Regions from separate parts of the Gossypium hirsutum genome. Here all the other regions are linked to region 2. Evidence: chromatin contacts called from public Hi-C data. All regions are on one chromosome and are shown on one strand. Each heading gives the region's core, a stretch centred on a gene start, on an enhancer-like site or on the middle of the called end of the contact. The rest is flanking DNA. Distances are from core to core; before and after follow the strand shown. Region 1 has its middle 18 kb from the start of LOC107930123. Region 2 holds the start of LOC107930106. Region 3 holds the start of LOC107930097.

Region 1 (3,494 bases), core at 557-3,056, 320 kb before region 2:
TTCTGTTGTTAATAATTCTGAGTTTGGTATTATGGTTAGTGATTGTTTGCTATTGAAGGACTCCTTTCAACATCTTTCCTTTGGACGTGGCGGGATATTAAAAGGGCGGCTCATTTCTTTTTTAGGGTAGCTTTGTTCTATCTAGACAGGCATTCTTAGGATGTTATTTCCTTTGCTATTTCTTCCATATTAATTTCCGATGCTTATATTAGTTCTTGTGATAAATCTCAAAGAGTCATAGGAAAAGGTGTATTGAAAAAAACCTGTTGATTTGAGTATTAGTGATCCTCAAACTTGTTTGATGTGATACAGCTAAAATTTTTTATTAATTGAAACACATGGATCAAATTTATCAATGAAAAGAGAGTATACTAACACAATTTATTAGGTATCAATATAAGTTAAAACCATCTTAACGGTCAATTAAACTATCATAGAATGTGATGTATTGAAGATTACTTCAAATTCGTCAGTAAAAATCTAATTTACCTTGATAAAATTTACACATTCATCCGTATAGGATTTTTTAATTAAGGAAAAAAAAGTATAGTATTCATTATTCAAATGGTATATATAGCTAACTTTACTTTTATTTTTCCTAATCTCTCGTTTTTTTCTCCCATCTCATCTTTCTATTTTCAAACCCTCACTCCTCTCCTCCTCCAATAAACTTTGCGCAATCACTACATGAGAAGTTTCGTGTCCATAATTTGATTCATCTGCCAAGGCAGCCGCAGGTTGAATGGTGGCGAGCCCTAGGCCCGAGCCATGTGAAAATTAATGTTAATGCTGCATGGAATGCTAGCACGCGTACGACCGGACTTGGGTGTATAGCATGAGACGAGGACAATATGGTCTTGGGCAAAATGGCGATGAAAGCTTTTGATAGCTTCGACTCGACATGGGCGGAGGCTCGCATGACAACTTTGAGTCTCGTTTTGATTCACGACGAAAGTTGTTTTTGAATGGATTTTTTTTATAAAATTTTCTCATGTAATATTGGATTTATCTTTGTTTTACTAATTTATTTCAGAGGTAGATTTTGATGTTTCAGATTATTTTTTTACGTGTAGGCCAATTAAATAATATCAACAATATGCTTAGTTGTTTGGGCTTAAATTCTAAAAATGGGGTCTAATTTGGAGTGGGTTATTTCCACGAGCTTCATGATCTTACACTTGCGAATACTATTTGACTTGCTGAACGGAATTATCATTTGAAGCCTTCATTTCAAAAAAAGAAAATAATCATGATATAATCATAGTCTTCTAATTCAACAAACTCAATATCTAACTCGTGACTCACATTTCATCTATTAAAGTCGATTCTAGTAATGATTTCTTTATAACTCAAGAATCTAATGATGATTTTTTAAAAAATATTAATTCATTAATGATAAGTGATAAAAAGTGCATCAAAGAAATTTTTATTAAAAAAAAAAAACTATAACTTAGAGCTCTGACTGAAGAGATTAATTTTATAATTGATGTAACGGATTGGGAGCTAAACCTATCAACTTTTACCTTATTTTTTACTTGACTCTTTCCTTCTATTAGAAGAATCATTGTGAATACATTTCATACTTGTAGTTGGGTTTTGCAACAGGAGGGGCGTTGGTTTAAGATTGATGATACAATTTTTAGCTAAGCCTGAGACATATTATCCTATTAAATCTAAACAAAAATACAGTATATTAAAGGTGGAGTTGGAGGTTATCCCGTTCCATTGGATAAAAGTGGCCCGAAGCTAGTGTTGGGGATTGGGCCTATGGCTGATTTATATTGCAATGGCAAGGAACCTTGCTCTTATTACCGGAACCAAATCATAGTATCAAACCGGGAAACAGAAGCCATTGGCTGAAGTGGGCTGGCTTTTATAACAAATTTGTTTTCAAGGAAGTATAGACAGAAGGAAGGTGATGAGCAGCAGGATCACAAAGGGTTGCTTTATTGCTTTAAGGTCTATTTCCACGTCAGTTTCGTTGAGATTAGAATAATAAGATTCGATAATGTGGTACTGAAATTAAAATTAATAGTGTAATATATATGTTAAATTTAAATATAACAATTACAGTAAGGTAAATTATAATGAAAACGAAAAATGACTAAAAGTATAATTTTTAATATATGTAATTGATTATATATGTTATTATTATATTTATTTACATAGATTAAATAAAAATATTGCATATTATTTGAAATAAATTAACAAAACAATAAATATTATGAAGATATTATAAGTAAAAATGTTCAAATAAACTAGTTATTATAATTAGAAAAGAGAAAATGTATGATCATCAACTCAAGGAAGATAATAGGCATGATTTCTTTTCCAGTAGTGAGCGAAAAGCTAAAAAGTTGGTCAAAATATGCTTCTGATCCTTGAATTTTAACAAAACTTTAGATTTTATTGGTAAAAGCACCGTGGAGGCCCTTGTACTAAGAGTTGGATTGCATTTGCCCTCTCTAATAAAATTAGTAAATTAATCCCTATACATTAGAACAAATACAAAATTGGTCCTTCTAGCTAAATTTCATCCATTTTTACCGTTAAAAACTAGTCCCTGTACATCGACATGAGGTACACATGGCATGCCATTTGTAGTTGTCTAGTTATTCTGTTAGTCATTCCTATTTTTAACAATAGAAATGGAGAAAAATTTTGAAAACCAAGCCAATTTGTGATATTTATAGTAATAAACCAATTACTGAATTTGCACCTATGTTTTCAGCTAGATGGATCCTTATCGTTCCAAGCTTTCAACTAAACAACTTTCTTCACTATTATTGTAGTACGAACAGCTTCGAGTGTGGCCTCGAATGATTTGAATCAAACCCAAAACCAAAAATAGTTCTATTAACTTTTAGTGTGAAAACAAAAATTCTCTTCTCAAATAGAAACAACAAAATTGTTATTCCAGAAAATAAATTTAATACTTTGATAAGAAAACTCTCTATTTTTGGGCAGAGTAATCGTAATAGCCCATTTTTAGAGAAATCGAAACAGTGGTTTTGGGACCACAAATCTGATTCCGAAAAGAAAATTTATTTTAATATTATCTTATGGTCTATAATATGATAATAATGTTGTGTGAAAATTTCGTAAAATTTTTTTATCGATTATGTGCTTAATTGTGAAAAGGACCAAATCGCATCAAATGCAAAAGTTGAATTCTAGTAGCTATAAGAATCAAATAGCTATGGAATTCAAAATTTGAGGTCCTTATATGGAATTAGACCATTAATGAAAAGTTAGTAGATATTTTTGGATGATTTATCCATGGAAAATTAGAAAAAGGCTAAGGACTAAATTGGAAAGTGATAAAACTAAAAGATGATAAATAATTAAATAGAAATGAAAATCATTTTATATCATCTTCTTCCCCAAATATTCCATAGAAACCTTGGGAAAGAGAAAGCAAGCTTTCTTGGCCAAATTAGGTAAGTATTCAAGACTCGTTTTTAGTAATTTGTATATTTTTGAAACTGGGATAG
Region 2 (3,383 bases), core at 468-2,967:
TGGAATTTAGGCCTCATTGTGACAAGGAATTCTATCTTCGCAATGAGGCCAAGTCAGTTTATCACGTCGTGACGAAGGAACCCCTTACGTCACGATGTCGTTCTAAACTTTTGAAAGTGTTGCAGTTTGGTCATTGTTCATTTTCGGGTCAACTTTAGAGTTCACATAAGCTCATATAAGACTCAAGAAAGGTTTCAAATTGTATTGAACGATTGATATGACTAAAGTTACTAAATTTTTTACATAAGTTGTCTATTAAATATCTGTAACTATTCTAGTTTGTATTGTAGCATTCCATAGCTTAGTCTCGGTGACAAGGACAAGCAGGGGTTGTTAAAAAAACAATTTAATAAACTACTATGAAACAACATAATCTTACTTATTTCATGAAACCTACTATTAAACTTACAAAGTATTTAGCTAATTTCATTATTTATTTCTGTTAGTTGGTCATATAATTTTTTACATTGTCATTTTCATGTCATATATTATTTTTATCATTTACAGATTATTAAACTAAATTCATTATTCTTTTCTTTCATATAATTATACAATTTCTTACATTTTCACTTACTTTAAGGCTTATCATATCATATAACTTTTCATTTATGTATCACATGTTACTTATATATTTTACTGATCATGATTATAATTAGAATATCGATAACATAACTTCCACAATCTTAGGCCAAAATAGAACTCTCGGCCTTTAACGGAACTCTAATAACAGAACTCTATTAACCAACTTGTGCACCATGTTCCGAAAAACATAAACATGAACATATCGTAAACAAAATTCCAATATCTCTTTCACCCATCATAACCCCTATTTCACCAACTCTATCCCAAACTAAACCCATAAGCCCTCGTCACAACATAATCATATAATGTATCAGTTCATTTATTCATTTTAATTTCTTGACATTTAGCTTCACATATACTAACTTTTTTAATTTCCTTTCAATGCATGTATTTGTAAACATTTCATTTTAATTTCGTATGTACGTTCTTTTCTCTCTTACATTACTATCTTACTTTTATTTACATTTTCATCATTAAATTTAGGGTAAATTACAAAAATAATCACTTGTGTTTGCCTTAGATTACATTTTAGTCACTTACGTTGTTGTTTTGTTAAGAAGTTGTCACTCTACTGTTAATCTCCATTACCTCCCTAACGAAAGTCCTATATGGCAATTCAAATAGGTTTTAAATGCCAACTCGGATGTTCAGTTGGTGGAATGAAAATAAATTTTTAATTAAATAAATTTAATTTGGATTGCCACATAAGATATACAAGTTAGCATTTAAAACTCATTTGGACTACCACGTAGGACTGCCGTTAAGGAGGTAACGGAGATTAACGGTAGAATGACCACTTCGTAACAAATCGATAACGTAAGTGACCAAAACGTAACATTTTAAATATAAATAACTAAAATATAATCTGAAGCAAACAAAAGTGACAATTTTTATGATTTACTCTTTAGTATACATATTCAAATACCAAAATATGCTTATTCCATGAAGATTATTCACATTCATTTGGCACAAGACCATGGAGAGATGCTTCCTTCTAGGTTGCTAATGTTAGTTTCCATGACTCCTTCGAGTTTCTTTTTTTTTTTACTAAAAAAATATAGAATTAAATTGTTGCGTGAGGAATCAAATAGCTTAATATTAAAATTGAGAGGGAGCTTTTACCTTTCAAAAATTGTAACTGAAAATGATTTTTTTTTTTTAACTGTGATTCGATAGCATAGTATCCTAAAATAAATAACTAGCACGGAGCATAAGATACGGAACACCGAGTTTAGGGGAAGAAGAAAATAGGGTTCACTGAAATGGCATTAGCAGCATCCCTTAGCTCTTCTTCTTGTATCTGCTTCCACACCCAACTCCCCTATTCCAACTCAAACAGATACAAAACCTCCTCCGTCAACTTACCTCTTCGCCTTAATCTCCATGACAACGCCCCAAGTTCCAACAAAAACTCATTGCTTCTTAGTATTTCTGCCTCAACATTTGTGTTTGTGGGTTTGGGTCTTTGCATTTGCTCCTCCGCTTCCGCCTTTACTCCACTGCCCCGTCACTTCCAAAAAGGTCTTTCTTTCTTTTAATTAATTAATTAATTTTCGAACTGTTCACTCACTGTCATCTTCTTCACTAAATGAACCAGTGGACAGCAGTTCAACAGCAACACTACAAGAAGAAGATGATGAGAAATCGGACGCAGCTTTTGAGATTTGGAAATCTAAATCTTATGCTCTCACGGTTCCTCTTTCCATGGTTGCTCTTCAGGGCTCCATACCTCCCTCTTGGTCCAAGGATTTCATCTCCTCTCAATCCAGGCGGTTAAAGCTCCAAACCAAATTCCGCCCAACTCTTGAAGATATATTCACTCAGTTATGCCTGCCCTTTACCCAAGCCAAAGCCAAAGTAAATATTGGGCCTGCATCTCCAGCTGCTGCTGATATTCTCACCCTAGGTGACTCTTGGCTCCCTTTAGCTATTAAAAAAGCCGTTATTGAACCCATTACTGCTGCTGAACACCAGGATTGGTTTAAGGATTTAAGTCGCAAATGGAAGGTAACTTAAACTGCTTCATTATTAATATTTGCTCTAATTCAATTCAAAACAAACACCCAAACATTACCCAACTCCCGAAATTGTCTCAGGTTTATCTACGCAGGAACCTCAATGGAGATATTGATCCACAAGGTCAGATATGGGCTGCACCCTATCGATGGGGTACCATGGTCATAGCATACAAGAAAACCAAATTTCAAAAGAAAAACTTGCCTCCTATGCAGGTAACGTTAGTCTATCTGTAAAATAAAATCAGTATGACTTTAGCTCCAATATGATTCTTATTCATGTAGTATGGATGACAATTGTCAATTTCATGCCAAGCCAATACGTGCACACGTTCTCTCCTCTCACTTATAAAGGGTCTATTTTATTCTTTTAGAATTGTTCATAGTTTCATCTCTTTTCCCCATATATGGTCTGAAATTTGGTAGTAATGACATTCAAGACACTGAAGAATGCTTAGTTTCTTTTTGAACCTGCCTTTTTACTATTCTAGCATAAAGGTTAATCTAGTTCTGTTTGGCCTGTGGAGAAACATTAGGCACTTTACTCTCTATTAAAACGTTTATAGCTTGTCTATTTTCTTCTTTGATTCATTGATTTATGCAGTATTTTCTCATAATGACATTGATTTTCTCATCATGGCATGAGCTAGATGAATTTTTTGAAGTTCTGTAAGAATTGCAGAATTTATTCCCATCTTGAAATACAGTACAGAAAGAAATTCGCACCAGTCAGTTGTAATGACTGCAGAAAAAAATGGTTTTTGAATCTCTTAAATGCAATTTTCC
Region 3 (3,424 bases), core at 848-3,347, 430 kb before region 2:
ACTAGCTGAAGAAAGGAAAAATAAATGGCGAAGAGAAATGGACTGGTTACTCTCTCCTACCAACTATATGGTGGAGTTAGTGCCTGCTAAGCAAAATGGTGCAAATGGCAGGACTATGGAGGTACTCTTGCGTTGTTGGGTCCCTATTAAATTAACAATGACCATTTTGCAATGTCATGAGATTTATGTCAATTCTATTTTGGGCAGATAATGACACCAAAAGCCCGTGCGGACATTCACATGAATCTCCCAGCACTTCAGAAGTTGGACTCTATGCTTATTGTAGGCAATCTCTTTACTCTTCCTAATAACTTGTATACTCTAATGAACACATCGCCCACATTTACCATATTAAATTTTGTAAAATTGTCAGGAAACTCTGGAGTCAATGGTGAATGCTCAGTTTTATTATGCAGAAGTTGGAAGCCGGGCAGAAGGAAGAAACAAGAGTGCTAGGGAGAGCAAGAGGTGGTGGCTTCCATTGCCACAAGTACCAAAAACTGGGCTCTCAGATACCGAAAGGCAGAAGTTGCAATGTAAAGGCAAGGTGGTATATCAAGTATTCAAGGCTGCAGCATCGATTAATGAAAATGTTTTGCTTGAAATACCTCTTCCATCCATTATTAGGGATGCTCTTCCCAAGGTGAGCAAGCTCACTGCCTCCAGGGCATTGGACTTTAAATATTGGACCCTTTAATAGTTTTTATGATGATATGTATTTTAGTACTAAAATGTTACTCTACATGTTTAAAAAGGAAATATAGAAATGGAATCTGGATATTTTAGTTGGAACCAGCTGACGTTAATCTACTTTAAAATCTTATAGTATCTGATAAATTTGAATGATGAGAGTAAATTCCGGGTTAAAGTTTTACAAGATGTTTGTATTGCATTTATGGCAACTCAATCTCTTTCCTTATGTTTACAGTCTGGGAAGGCAAGCCTTGGTGACGACCTGTACAAGGTTTTGACTCTGGAGTCCAGCTCGGTTGATGAAATGTTCATTTCGCTAAATTTAAAGTCTGAAAACAATGCTCTCGAGGTCATTAATAGGTTGGAAGCTGCTGTATTTGCATGGAAAGGGAGACTTACAGAACAAGCTAGTGGTAAATCGCCAGTGCGAAAATCATGGTCTTTTATTAATCCTATATCTGAAATGGATAAGATGGAGCTCCTAGTGGACCGTGCTGAAGCACTTTTACGTCAGATAAAGAGTGCATACCCAAACCTTCCTCAAACATTTCTTGATGCTTCAAAAATTCAATATGGCAAGGTAAGTAGTTGGTGTTTAAAGTGAAGCTTATTTTATTCTGCATTGTATCTTTCACTATTGAATCAATATTATATTGTAGTATATTAATAATGGCGATGAATTACACTTTGAATTGGTGCACAGGATGTTGGACATTCCATTCTGGAAGCATATTCACGAGTCCTAAAGAACTTGGCTTTCAGCATAATGTGCAGGATGGGAGAAATTCTACAAGAAGATAGTTTGTGTAACCCAAATTCAGGGGTGGCAACATGGTGCTTTCCTGGAATAAATGTGGGAAATCCAAGGCACTCTCACTCACTCAGTGATGTTATGAACAAAGTAGAGGGGAAGTACTGCGAATCCGATACGGACGTGGAGTTGTACAGTGATGCAAGTATAAATGCAACACCAAGTACAAGTAGGAGCCGTCGAGTTTGGTGTATTGGGAAAGAGGCATGTAGTAGTATAGGAGTGTCTCCTTGATAATAAAAAAAAATAAACAAGATGATGGAAGTTTGATTTTCAACACTGCTTTTGTATATCATTATTAAGCTTAATTAATTAATAATATCCATAAAAGAATCATATACTTGATAGTATCACCGGTAACTTACATATGGATTCCAAATGTGTCTACTGTTTATATCAACTTATTGGGTCTGTTTAGGCCCAATTAATTCAATATTGGATGGATTGGGCCCGTTTTATATTTTTAATATGGTAATGATTGGAATTTCACCAGTATTGGTCCTAGAAAGAGTAAGTGAACCGGACCTGGTGTGGAGCAGTTGTATTGTTGGTACACTAAAGTCATCCGTGGTCTGAGGCTGTTGCTTGTGGATCCGCAATCCACATGCGCCTGTGCAAAGCAGAGCAGAGATGGGATTTAAAATTAATAATAAAAAGAAAAAGGGAATAAAAACGAAAATAAGCCCCAAGAAGAGGCAGAGGAGGCGGCATTAATCAAAAAAGGCATTTTCACCTCAAAGAAACACTGTTTTCAAGACGTAACCATCGTTGAGATCTGAAGACATGAGTTAGTAATACATCACTTTTAATCACTCCGCCCCCTAAATAATAAGGTTGGAGTGCCTTCCAAGCACAACTTCCAAATGCCAATTACGTCATCGGCGCTGGTTTTCCCTTTTTTTCTTGTTGGGTTCAGGGTGAAACTTAAGTGAAACCACTCAGATGGGATCTGGTGGGAGCAAGGGTTGTTGTAGAGTAGGAGTAGGCGGAAGAGACACTGCACCTGCTGCTTCCTCGTCTAACAGCGGTTGGCGGAGGGGAAGATCCAAGGGTAAGAATAGAGTTTTCCGGTCCTCTTGTCTGGGAGCGTTATCTAGATCTGCTTCTCCTAAACCCCACTTTGATCACCGGAAACAACCTGCGTCGGAATCGGATCTGGTGAAAAGAGAAAGTAACAGAAAGGTTGAAGGCGAAGCGGCATCTAATGATGAAATGCAATTGCCATTGCCAACCCCATGCATATCTTCCGGTGGTAGCACCTCTGGTGCAGCTGTGACAGCTGCTCGTCGCTCTCCTTCTCGCTGCCTCTCCGGCATTAGCTTCCTTCCTGGTAATTTGAGCTTCCGGTTCAGCAGAGCTAATAGTATGCGGTCCTCCGCGGAGATGTTGAACCCTGATGACGATTCTGAGACACTTGAACCTCAACAACCTCCCCGCAATTCTTGTTCTCCGATTATCTTCAATGATTCAGATGGAAGTGGAGAGACTCTCGAAAGCAACGCTCGTTTTAGCAGAGCCTTAAGTGTTGGAAGGCTTCGTGATCGTGTTCTTGGTAGAGCTCCCACATTCTGCCCTTTGCAGCAGGACATACAAATTACTCAGCAGCAATTAGCTACCTCTCCATCCACCACTGCTTCCACTCATGATTCCTCCGTTATTTCCCACGATGAAATTGAAACTTCTCGATCCAGAGAAGCCCGGTATCATGATTTGCTTCACCATAGATCCAATTTCCTTGAAAGGCGGAGAAGAATACGATCTCAGGTTTATAATCTTGTTGCACCCATCGCCTTATTCTCCACGCTTATTAATTTAATTTAATGACTGGTGGTTACTGAACAACGTTGATAGTAACTCTACTTTTTTCATTAACAATTAGAATCAGAACAAATATTTAGGTTTAGGACTGTTCTAATGCTT

What was found. Hi-C and Micro-C count contacts between places; a contact is called where the count stands out from the background.
Region 1: a Hi-C map of leaf shows a contact between it and region 2, with 2.6 times the contacts expected there. The contact joins the enhancer-like site here to the promoter of LOC107930106 in region 2. A contact is called at or near these places in 5 of 34 Hi-C or Micro-C datasets (hypocotyl, leaf and petal).
Region 3: a contact with region 2 is called in a Hi-C map of leaf, with 1.7 times the contacts expected there. The contact joins the promoter of LOC107930097 here to the promoter of LOC107930106 in region 2. A contact is called at or near these places in 2 of 34 Hi-C or Micro-C datasets (both in leaf).

What each region holds. Positions count from the first base shown.
Region 1 is chrA08:109,252,628-109,256,121 of Gossypium_hirsutum_v2.1, reverse strand. No RefSeq gene overlaps it. Among protein-coding and RNA genes, the nearest start is that of LOC107930123, 18 kb to the left of the region's middle. Within about 2 kb of position 1,806, at least 3 of the 9 cell types and tissues checked have an H3K27ac peak or open chromatin away from gene starts, as enhancers often do. A contact at or near this core is called in hypocotyl and leaf, where this site is marked.
Region 2 is chrA08:108,937,023-108,940,405 of Gossypium_hirsutum_v2.1, reverse strand. It overlaps LOC107930106, which reads left to right and starts at 1,717. Exons shown (of 6, transcript XM_016861674.2): 1 at 1,717-2,103; 2 at 2,180-2,589; 3 at 2,679-2,813. The coding sequence starts at 1,845.
Region 3 is chrA08:109,365,010-109,368,433 of Gossypium_hirsutum_v2.1, reverse strand. It overlaps LOC107930097, which reads left to right and starts at 2,097. Exons shown (of 5, transcript XM_016861659.2): 1 at 2,097-3,268. The coding sequence starts at 2,447. It overlaps LOC107930096 (rop guanine nucleotide exchange factor 14), which reads left to right. Exons shown (of 8, transcript XM_041074382.1): 4 at 1-121; 5 at 208-282; 6 at 374-643; 7 at 929-1,273; 8 at 1,397-1,854. The coding sequence ends at 1,738.